2 separate regions of the Gossypium hirsutum genome follow, and region 1 is linked to region 2. A link is a contact called in public Hi-C data. All regions are on one chromosome and are shown on one strand. The core of a region is the stretch at or near the end of the contact, and the rest is flanking DNA. Distances in the headings are between cores, read along the strand shown.

What was found. Hi-C and Micro-C count contacts between places; a contact is called where the count stands out from the background.
Region 1: a contact with region 2 is called in a Hi-C map of leaf, with 2.1 times the contacts expected there. The contact joins the promoter of LOC107893866 here to the enhancer-like site in region 2. A contact is called at or near these places in 3 of 34 Hi-C or Micro-C datasets (all in leaf).

What each region holds. Positions count from the first base shown.
Region 1 is chrA13:32,809,389-32,815,464 of Gossypium_hirsutum_v2.1, forward strand. It overlaps LOC107893866, which reads left to right and starts at 3,828. Exons shown (of 3, transcript XM_016819007.2): 1 at 3,828-4,463; 2 at 5,206-5,260; 3 at 5,841-6,076. The coding sequence starts at 4,362. LOC107893865 (chorismate mutase 3, chloroplastic) reads left to right here and starts at 111. Exons shown (of 6, transcript XM_016819006.2): 1 at 111-382; 2 at 1,037-1,265; 3 at 1,350-1,436; 4 at 2,453-2,596; 5 at 2,922-3,014; 6 at 3,128-3,749. The coding sequence starts at 204. The coding sequence ends at 3,370.
Region 2 is chrA13:32,405,863-32,412,060 of Gossypium_hirsutum_v2.1, forward strand. It overlaps the pseudogene LOC107920674. Among protein-coding and RNA genes, the nearest start is that of LOC121213151, 20 kb to the left of the region's middle. Within about 2 kb of position 4,504, at least 6 of the 9 cell types and tissues checked have an H3K27ac peak or open chromatin away from gene starts, as enhancers often do. A contact at or near this core is called in leaf, where this site is marked.

The sequences.
Region 1 (6,076 bases), core at 2,578-5,077, 400 kb after region 2:
AAAATACAATGACTAAATATAAAATTTTAGCATAATAAAAGGACTAAAACCAGAATTTGGCCATACATAAATAAAATATAAATAAAATAGCAGGTTTCTAGGCTTTAATTGCCCGAACGTGAAACGGGGAGTTGACACTTTCGTTACAAAAAATTGGAACCGTGAAAACCAGATTGTCAGCCTCTTTTTTCTCGTTTGTATCGATGGAGTCCAAGCTACTTGAGCTACCATTTTCTTCCATTTTCAACCAAAATGCTGCAAAATCTTCCACACCCATTTCTCATTTTACACCTAGAAATGCTTTCAAAGTTATGGGATCGAGTTTCGGTGCAAATGTTTATCGCTCTCTTGGAATTTCCCATTCTTCTTCTTCAAACATAAGGTCAGAACATCAAATCTATACGTGTTTTTTTTTTCTTTTGAAATCTGGGCACTTGTTTTTCTTTCTTGGGTATATGATTTTGTTCATTCGTTATGGAATTTGTTGATTAAGTTTAGCTAATGAGGAAGTGGTAAGTGGAGGGTGGATATTGTTGAAGGCAATGGTAAAGATCTTAAAAGGAGTCCATTTAAGCTTTATTATTATTATTATTATTATTTTGCTTAGGGAAGATGGAGATGAAAATTGCTTATTCCAAATGTTATGGAAAAATGAAATTTAAGGTGGTTTTTGAAACTTATTATTCGATCAAAAGATTTTTCCATCTTTTCCCCCTTTGTACCAAGCAAAGACTGCCCTTTGTCCGTTGAAATTTGTACTTTGAAGTTTGGGAAATCCATATGAACATATTGCATAAGGGAGAGCTTTGTGATTGTTCATTCCTTTTTGTTGCATTCAGTGCTTGATTAAGTTAAAAGTAATTTTTTTTTGTTATATTGAAAATAAATCCTAAAATTTATGGTTTAGAATTACTTTATTTGTTTGTTTGTATATCAATTAGAGATAAGACGAGGTAAATTTAGCTGAAGATAGTAAAATTTTCTTTGGGATACTATGGTTACTTGTAATGCATATGCTTGTATTATTTTCATACAGATTTTCAAAGAAGCCAAGGGTGGATGAGAGTGAGAACCTTACTCTCAACAGTATAAGACAGTCCTTAATTCGACAAGAAGATAGCATAATATGTAGCCTTTTGGAGAGAGCTCAGTACTGTTATAACCCAGACACATATAACCAAGATGCATTCTCCATGGATGGATTTCATGGGTCTTTGTCTTTGGTTGAGTTCATGGTTTGGGAAACCGAAAGGCTCCATGCTCAGGTAGTGTTCTCTATGTGGAGAAGATGTTAGGTAAACAGATTAAATCATGTGTACAACATTCTGATGATTTTTCTATGTGAATAGGTTGGCAGATATAAAAGCCCTGATGAACACCCTTTCTTCCCATCATATCTATCCGAGCCAATGCTTCCACCTTTGCAATATCCAAAGGTCAGACTTTTAGATGTTAACATATGAATAATTGGAAGTGACTCATGATTTCTTAATCAGTAATGATCCTACTTTATAATATTTAGGCTTCATGGTCCTACTTTTAAGGTGTGGGCATGCTTAAAGTATGTAAAACAACAAAAGAAAAAAAGCCAAAGTTTGATTTTCCATGATAGCCAACCATATGACTTGAAACTTTAGTTTGATAGGTTCATGTTAACACTAATATTTAACATATAATTAATTGGAAGCGACTCTTGTTTCTTTTTCATCAATGATCTACTCTTAAGCTGTGGGTATGCTTAAAGTTATGTAAAACAATAAACAAATGCCAAAGTTTGATATTCCATGATAGTCAACCATATGACCTAAAACTTTAGTTTGATAGGTTCCGGTTAACACTTATATTTCATCCTTGCACTTCCCATCTCTTGTGATCCTACTAAGTTTTGCAAGCCGTTACATAACCAGCCTTGCATTTACAATATGCTGTAATTTATTTTAACATGACTGGGTTACTGGAATTCACAATTTGGTTCATAAGAAGTAAACGCTTCATAAAAGTTAGCATTATGGATTTGGTAAACTACGGCCAACGATATAGTATTGTGCATCAAACATTTTATCTAGCAAAATCAGCAACACATGTTTCCCATGAGCATGCTAATTATACAGGAAATTCTGCTCTGTATACACTGTTAATTGTGCATCATAGTTTAGAACTTGATGAGAAGTAATGTTTTTGTTTCAGTTCAATGTTTCATCACCTAATGCCAGCATATCGTGCCTCACTAAATCCTCGACTGATATCATCACTTTGATGAGTATTTCCATTCATAACTTTTGCCTAAGCTTGAATTACACTATTAAACTAGTCCTACATTAAAAATCTTAACTGATTCAACATACTGAGCTGCCATTGGATCTTTTAAATATCTTGATACCTTATTGACTGTCAAGGTTGTGTTGCAGGACATATCCGTTAACCATTGGGCATTTCTTTTGTTTGATACTAGGTTTTGCATCACTGTGCTGCTTCAATTAACATAAACAATAAGGTTTGGAATATGTATTTTGCAGAGCTTCTACCAAGATTGGTAAAAGCTGGAGATGATGGTAATTGTGGGTCTACTGCTGTATGCGATACAATGTGCTTGCAGGTATGCCTTATAAGCTATTGTTCCTTTCATCAATTCTTAGCTGCTCTTATCTGGATTTAAATCGTGAATCATTGTTCATCGATAACATTCAAACAGTAGAGAAGATGGGATATTTTATTGTAACCTCCTTTCTCTTTCCTCTTAGGGAGGGTGGAATAGTTTAGAATTTCCTTTAGTTTTCATCATAAGTCTCCTTTGTTTACTTTGTTCCTATTATAATTTTAGCCCCTTTTATTTCCTCCCAGGGAGGCTTCTATTTATCTTTACATGTTAAAGGAATTTTGTTTTGGAAACCTTGGTTATTTTTCAACTTTTCCCCTTACAGGCACTTTCAAAAAGAATTCACTATGGAAAATTTGTAGCAGAGGCGAAATTTCGAGAATCACCTAAAACTTATGAGGATGCCATTAGAGCAAAAGTGAAGTTCCTTTCACATTTATCCTACTTCATCCTTTTTGTTTAGGCTGCTTCATATTCATAATTAACAGATTTCCTTCCTTTCCTCTTTGCCTTCGGAACATCACCTAACAGGACCGGTCTCGATTGATGGAGTTGCTAACATACGAAACAGTGGAAACAGCAGTGAAAAAGAGAGTAGATATGAAAACGAAAACATATGGTCAAGAGCTAAACTTTCAACTGAATGGTGTTGCAGCAGTTCCAGATCCTGTGTACAAAATCGAGCCAAGTTTAGTAGCTGATCTCTACGGAGATTGGATCATGCCCTTAACAAAGGAAGTTCAAGTTGAATACTTGTTGCGACGGTTGGACTAATGTAAAGTTTCCCTCACAACTGACCAAGGGAAGGGGAAACCAAAGGGTGTATGAACATCACTACCTTTTACATGTTAAACTACAGAATTTCAGTTTTCTAATTTATAGCACAACTTTCCAAATACCCAGTAATGTTCTTCATCAAGAAGGCAAAGGGTTCGAATACGGAAAAAGAACTCGTCCCTCCTATGTGATCATCTAACAGCAATGTGAGCTTCAAGCTTGTGTTAGTAATACATTCATTTGAGTTCAGGAAGGGCAGCTTCTCTTTTTTGTAAACTCATTTTAGTTTGATTTACGTAGTGTTTAAAACTTTCTTCTAAAACAATGGTTGTCATTGTCAACTTTTGAGCTGGAAAATGAATGAATCTTGATCCTACCATGTGCAGCTCTCATGTTTTAATCATAGCTTAATTATATTATAATATTAGAGCACAATTATTAAGCTTCTTGCACATAAAAAAGAGTAAAATTGGAAAACTTTTATAATCTTCTGTCAATCACAATGTCATCTTTCCTTTTTCCTTTCCAATTTTCAACCTTCTTAGCTGCTGAGAAGTGACTGAAGTAGTGACTTTGAAGTCTTCGTGTTCCACAAAATAAATTCATTTAAGGACAGTTCTGTAATTTTCAATAGATTATCTCCAGAAATAGAAAAAATATCTTTTTAAAAAAAATGGGATAATTGGTACAAATTAACAGAAAAATTTTCAAATAGCAGAAAATCTGGAAAAAGACAACAGAATAGCACTGTCACCGTCATTTTTCAAATGACATAAACACCCTTGACAAAAATTTAAATGGTCGAGAATCCCAACCCACAAGACAGCCGCTTTTTTGTTTCATCTTCTTCAATGTACAGCTAGCATGTGAATATTTGTCTGTTGCTTTTGGGATTTGTTCCTTCATCTTTAGCTTTTCTTTCTTTTAACTCACTGAGCAAAAGAGGGAAAGCTTTGCTCTTTTGGTGAGAGGCAGAGACAAGGAGAAAATGGAGAAAGCATTAACTAAAGTTGGGAGCTTGAAAGTTGGTGGGTTATGGATCTCAAAGAAAGCTAAGGAAGAGTTCTCAAACATCACTGAAGATCTGACTGTAAGTAAAGTTCTCTTCTTTTTTGGGTTTTTTTTTTTGGCTTTTTTCTTCTTTGTATTAGTATTTTGGTTTATGGATTTTATAATGTGGGTTGATATAAGGATAACCTTTTGATAGTAAATGGAATTGTTAGGTAATGCAAGATCTGTGGGGTTTTACTTTTAAGCAAAAAAGTACTGATTTCAGAGATGGGGTTATGAACAAAACATAAACATATTTGTAAAAAAATAAAATGTTTGGCTGAGATGAAAATGTATTTTTGTGATAAGATTTATGTGTAGGACATTCATTTCTTCATTTCAGATGATAAAGATTGCATTTTGTCTTGGAAGATAGTATTGCAAGTGATTTGATTTTTGCTCAATTTCTTGTACTTCTGTGTGGGATTCCCCCTGATTTCAAATTATCATATATGTTTGTCTTAGACATGTGGAAACATTTCAAATTTATTCTAGAGTTTTAGGACAAAGGTTTGGTTCAACAATGGATGTTTTTAAGTATCGTCCTTTCATTGCATTAGCATTACTGTAGTTATCTAGTACCAAAAGACCACCTTAGACCTGATGTTTAAATTAGTTTTATCTTATCAGTATATAGTTGGGAAAAGCCATCACTGAGTTGAACTTTTAAAGAAGAGTACTAATGCTAATAGACATTGAAACATGATTTCGAATGTCCATTTGTATATTTATAGTTCATGCTCCTTTACCTTTCAGTTTCTCTGAAATGTTAATTTCTGCAGACTTTCTCAAACACCGTTGAAGAGAAGGCAAAATGGGTTTTCAACAAACTGAAAGGTAAAGAATTATTTTATATGCGTACTCATTTTTTGATTGTATCAGTCAGCGTGACGAAGCATAGACTGAGTAGCGAGTAAGTGCGTATTTTTCAGTTAAGGAGAGTGGCAGATACTTACTTTTTTGTGGTCTTCAAATGCTTTGCAATGCCTAATATTTCTGGCTCCTACCTTGCTTCATTAAAGGAGACTCCAAGCATGAGTCCTTCCCTCCCGTTCAGCTATTATAAGGAAAAAAAAGAAAGGGTTTGCCGTCGAAAATCACCATATCTTGAAATTTTCAGTTCCTAACCCTTTCATGAACACTGATATGAGAAATATGAACAAATCTAGTGTGATAGTCAACTATCAAATAGTTGCATTATCTCCACTCTTGTGATGTTCAGTTTGTGGTTAAAATCCTCCTCTGGCTTGCTTCAGCTCCTTGTTCTTCGATATGAAAAAGAAATTTCTATCAGTGGTCTTTCTTTTGCATGATGTGTTATTGATTGAATATTTCGTTCAAGAACAATATTATGCATGACTTTGTTCTGCTTGCTTTCCTGAATATATTGCACGAAATAACTAGTTCTTTCCTACAGGAAAGCCAACGAAAAGCTTGCCGGATCTCCTTCGAGAGTACAACTTACCGCCAGGCCTCTTTCCCCAGAATGTTATCTGTTACGAATTTGATGAAACCAAGGCGAAGCTGATTGTTTACATGTCCTCTCCGTGTGAGGTCAGCTTCAAGGATTCCTCGGTCATAAGATACGCAACGCGTGTGAAGGGGATTCTCCTTCGGGGAAAGCTGACAGGCATCGAGGGAATGAAGACAAAG
Region 2 (6,198 bases), core at 3,254-5,753:
AGATCCTCATTATCAGCAAACTGTGGATACTGCTCATCAGTCCTTCTAACAATGTGCATAAAGCCAGTATAATGAAGGTTTAATGAAAAATATACAATACAATTATATATTCTTTCCTCAACTATATGTATGTAAAAGACTAACAACTGAATGAGAATAAAACAGGACCAAAATGCACATCATTTCCCTTCTTAGCAAAAACTTTCTGGTAATAAAACTATATGGATTGGATACTATAGTTGATGAATTAAAACATTCGATGAAGTTTCGAGTTTGGATATACATACCTTACGAAGTGTGACCAACTTCTCTGTATTTACAACCCAGTCTTCCGATCCAGTCCACTTTGTTATAATTTTACTCAAATCTGGATTGCAGAAGCGGATCCATCTTCTTGGTGTAACCCCGTTTGTCTTGTTTTGAAATTTCTCAGGCCACATCTGCCACAAAGCAATATATATGTATATCAGAAGTCCTAAAATAAAACCAATGATTCAGTATGTGAGAACTCATTGAATGGGAGAGGAATGTTTCTGTATGGCAACCTCATAGAAATCATTGAAAACTTCATTTTTCACTATTTCACTATGAATCTCGGCAACACCATTCACTGCATAGCCACCGGCAACGCAGAGGTTAGCCATTCGGACCAACTTGGGGAGTTTTGGATCTGGCTCAATGATTGGTGGCACCTCATTTTTCTCCTCGATTTCCTCTTCCTCAAGTTCATCTTCCTCAGCTGTAGTTTCAGTTTCTTCATCAGAAACATCATCCTCTTCAGTTGATTCAATGGCCTCAACTGAACTTTTCTCTGGTTTAGCAATCATTTCAGCCACTGACTCAGGCAGCTCAATGTTATCTAGAATTCTCATTTGTTTCAGTTTTTCTTGCAACAGATCCAGATCCTCGGTTCCATACTCGTCAATAATGGTTTGAATCAGCTTATACACAGAACACAAACAGATGTTAGATTATACGAAAAAGAATATATGATCTCAAAAAAAAGGAGGAGAATTTCACAAGATTGCTTATAAAGCTACCTCCTCATCAATCATTTTAATGATCTCAACATGTCGAGGAAGCAGTTTCTCCATCAGCTCCAGACTCCATTTCTCCAGAGCCTCAGGTAGAACCGTATGGTTTTTGTGTATGCAACAGTTCTGGTGGAAAGGTCACCATTAATATAACTACAATCTACTACAACTAGAAGCCAGCTTAGTACCGCAGCTTATATTTCATTTGTTTGCAAGGATGTAAGTCAATAACTACAAAGATTTATGATATGTAAGTCAAAGAGAGTAATTACCTTTGGGTGATATTCCAGGCTTGTTCCCAGCTCAAACCCTTGACATCAATCAATATTCGTATCAGCTCTGGAATGCAGAGTGTTGGGTGAGTATCATTCATTTGAACTGCAACCTTTTCAGGGAAAATTTCCCAATTCAAAAACTCTCCTGATCTTCTTTCGTAGCGTGCAATAATGTCCTGGAGAGAAGCTGAGCATAATGTATATTGCTGCTTCAGTCGAAGAGTCTTCCCCTCCAGTGACTCATCACCAGGGTATAATATGTAGCAAATCTGGTCGTTAAAAGAGATTATAGCATTATGTGAGAGATAGAATGACTATTTGTAACAATGAATGGATCAATTATGAAGAAAATCCCAGACTACTTTCAGTAGTGTAAACATGTTTTCAGAAGGCAGATTGAATATGTGATTCAAAGCACTCAAATTCAACATGTAACGACTGGAATTTGGACATCTCCACCATATCATCGTACTTATTGGAATTTGGCTGTCAGCTCATATATGCCTACATCAAAATTATTGTCCTCTTTGAATCCTGCAGGCGCTCAAAGCTTTGTTACCCTCCCTTGATTCCACCTAAGGACCTCTCCTTAAAAGGAAGGTGCACCTTCAAGTGAGAAAGCTTAAAGGGCTTGCTGGTGTCTAAAGAAGACAATTCCGTTGATGTAAGCATACTCAAGGTGACAACCGAATCTCAATACAGTACAGGCAGTATGCAAGCCAGAGTTCCAAATCTCGGTCATCACACAATATCATTGTCCTGTTTCTCCCAAGACTACAAGAACTTCTTGGCTTTGAAGTGCATCAAAAGCATGAAGGAATGAATGAGTGTGAATTCAAACCTTTTCTGCATTCTTCATTGCTGAATAAGCTTTGGCATGATCTCCAGCGTTGAAAGCACTTAAATCAAACTTTTCTGGTGCAATTTTAGTAGACCATAGTCAGAGGTTAATTGTAGTTTTAGTTTTATATCCCGGTATAGGGACATCATAAGCAACAGCGGTTATATCTTCTCCTCCAACCCATTCTTTGATTCCTTCAGGGCCTGAAATGACTTCACCATAAAATTTTACAGGGTATGACACATCATTTCTCGCAATTTCCCATGGATTTCCCATCTGCATTGATAAGCAATAAATAATAATTAAGAAAACAAGAAAATGTCCTAACTAGACTCTTATGAAATGCCTGAAGTACCTTGTCCAACACATATTCAGACCGATAATGGGATATGATGCTCCAAATATATAGAAAATTTTGAGAATATTCGTGTTGGACACATAACTTTAATATAATCTTGTAATAAAAAGATACCTCAAGCCAATTTTCTGCGACTTCCTCCTGACCATCTTTTGTAATATACTGTTTAAACAATCCATATTTGTATCTAAGTCCATATCCCCAAGCAGGGTAATTTAATGTTGCTAAGGAGTCCAAAAAGCAGGAAGCTAAACGTCCTAAGCCACCATTGCCAAGTGCAGCATCTGGTTCCTGGTCAGCAAGAAACAGAAATCTTCAGTAACTCGAATAAAGCAAAAATGTGCAAAGCATAAAGAATTTCCTTGAAAGGAATTCACCATTAAGTAAAACATGTAAAGGTTTTGTTTCCCTTTACTGATTACAGTTGCCAGGTCTTTCTTGGATAATTAAATTTCCCATTTTAAGCAAGTTCATTACTTTTTTCAACCTTCCGGGCATTATTATGCTAAATATAAGTGTTTTTAAAATCATGAAGGATCTAACCTCCCTAGCTACATCCTCCACATTGTGCCCCAGTTTCTTCAAAGCTTCTGCATAGGCTCCTGTAAGCTCTAAGTTACCAATGGCATTCAGCAAAGCTCTACCCTGCATCAATGGTGACTGGGAATATTTAACAAACATTTGGCCAAGTAATTTGATTCCAAAAACCAAATCAATAGCAGGAAAAAGTGGACAAATTTATGGCCAAATTAACCTGTAGATACTCCATAGAAAGATAATATGCTTGCTTCACATTGATTTTCTCATAGTAAGCATATGTAGCATTCCAGTTTATAATAAGCGAATCTCGGACGCTTTCGGCTGTTGCTTTGAACGCCTTGGGGAGCTCGAAATGGTCCGGCGCAAATGAGGGTGTGTACTCAGAATGGTATTTAATACTTGATGCAATGGATGCAGAATCTGGAACAAATGTATCTAGAGAAGCTGCAAATCAGATCAACATATCACATTAATGATTCAAATGACCAAAAAAAAAGATCAATAAAACACCATGATCAACATATTAGGGGGTTTTGAGATCCATTAGTGGAAAGAAGTGAAAAACAAAGATAAAAAAGAGGACCCTAAAAGCCACTTTAGCATTATATATTAGGAATTCTTGAACCAAGTAATCTAGGGTACAAAACCCTTCAAGCCCCCATTACAAAACTATTCAAAACCTTCCCTTCACTGCCTACTAATAGGTTTATAAAGAGAAAAATACTATGAAATTGCATTAAGTGATTAAAAAGTGAAAGTAACCTTCTTCAGTGATTTGACCTTCTTCTTTGAGGTCCTGCCTTTGGTCACTGGCAACACTTTTAATAAAGAATTTTCTCCTTGATAAAGTAAAGCTTGAACCTTTTTTTAGGAAGAATAAATTTGGGTTCCTTGCTTTATAGTTAAAACAAGTGAAGGTGGAGTGAAAACTGGCTGCAGAGAAAGGTAGAGACGCCATTGTTCCTGGTTTTCTTTATCAGTTTCCACCAATCACTACCTTTCCCTTCAGTTCAGAAAGAGTAAGAATGTTTCTATGATATTGAAAAAAAAAATGAGTGAAAGAAAGAGTGTTGCTTTTGTCGTCTTATCTTCAATTTGGCGCTTCTTCATCATCATCATGATCATTATCTCAATTTCTCATGTTATAAACGAGGGAAATTAACAATATAGTTATATCGTGTTTATTGAAATTAACGGATGCCATTTTGCTAAATGAAGTGCTATTTAGATTTGTAGTAACTCTCTTGTTTGTTAGTGAAATGGGTGTCATTAACATCTTTTTTGCAGTCAAAAGCATTTGATAAAAGTAATAATGATGCCATTAATGGAGATTATAGCATGTTTCAAACCAGATATTCCTGAGCAAATAAAAAAAATCAAAGATTGCGTTGGAGGTTAATTGTTAAAGGAGGATGGAGTGAGCAAATTAAATTAAGACCGTTGGAAGAGGGGAAAACAGGAGATTTTGGTCACATGGGAGAAGTTGAAGCATGTTTGGCTGTTGAAAGGGTAGGAGAAGAAGGGGGGGGGGGGACATCTTAATTAGAGGCCATCTTGTCGTGATATTAGATATTTTGCAGCAAAGATGAAAAAATGTGATGCTTTTAAATAGAAACTTTATGAAAATTCTAGTCAAGCCAACCCCAAAATTTTTAGCTTTTACCAAATTTTCTCACATAATCTATTCCTATTCACCCTATTTATTTAAATGATTTAAATTTTTACAATAATGTGTGTTTAAAAATTTAGTTAAAAATGTGATTAATTAAGACTAGAGATGCTCATGGGTTGGGTTGGGTCGGGCCGGGTTCGGACTTGGCTCAACTAAAAATTTAAGCTCATTCATTGGGTTCGGGCTGGGCCGGGCCCAAAAATGGGCTTAAAATTTTTTCCAAGCCCAACCCAAATAAAAATGCTAAAACTCAAGCCTGACCCGCCAGCCCGTATTAATTTTTGTATTATTTTATATAATTTTTAAATATATATAATACATCTAAAATAATAACAAAATTAACAAATGCCTTTAAAATAATAACAAAATTAATAATAAAATAAGTTTTATAAAATATCCAAACAATAACAACAAAATAGTAGCAACATAATAGTAATATGGCAGCAAAATAAGGAGAAAACAACAAGAAAATAACATTCAATAACAAAAAAAGAGCAGTTTTTTTTTGTCATTTAGTGAATTCGGGCGGGGCCGGGCTCGGGCCAAAAATACCTTACCCAAGGCCCGACCCGTTTTTTAAACGAGCCTTATTTTTTTGTCCAAGCCCATTTTTCGGGCCTATATTTTTACCGAAACCCTCTCACATTTCGGGCGGGCCTTCAGACCGAGCCAGGTAGCCAGACCCATGAATTAAATTGTAAAAAATTAATCGTTATAGATTTTTAATTAGGGAAAGACTTGAAGACTTAAATAGCAATTATCCTAAGGACTAAAATGGCTAGTTGACCAATTCAAAATGGATGATAGTGGGATATGATGTTAACTGTCATTAGCTTAGGTTAATTAAAGATTAGAGTTTAATTAATCATGATTAAGTAAACTAATTAAGATTAACTAAAATTAATCTAAGTATATAAGTAAAACTTAGTAGGAAAAGATGACAAAATTCATCATATTCTTCCCAAAGGCCACCGTCCACATCCATTGTTATGTTAAGAAGAAAAGCTTCAAAATCGAAGTAACATTTGGTCAACATTACAAGTAAGTTTTTAGCCATTTTCTTTGATTTTTATAGATTTTTTTATCATGAGAGCTTGATTAAGCTAACCCATATATCAATTTGTTCAATTAGTGAGATTTTGATAAGTTACCATTGTTGAGAATTGGATAAATTAGGTGTGAAATTGATAGAAATTAAGCTTAGGTTATGTAAATGACTAAATTGTACAGCTTAACAAGCTTAATTGTTAGCTTGTTTACATCAGGGACCAAATTTAATTAAAAGAAAACCTATTATGAAATTGTGGTAGGAATAGAAAGTATAAGGTCCCTAATGAATAAATATGAAATCAAATTTCAATTTGAAGCTTTAGATTGAAAGTTATGCTTGTCTTAGTTTTAGGGGCTAAATTGAATAAATTACAAAATATGCATGAATTGATATTTGGTTGTTAATTGATTAGAAATTGATAGTGTGT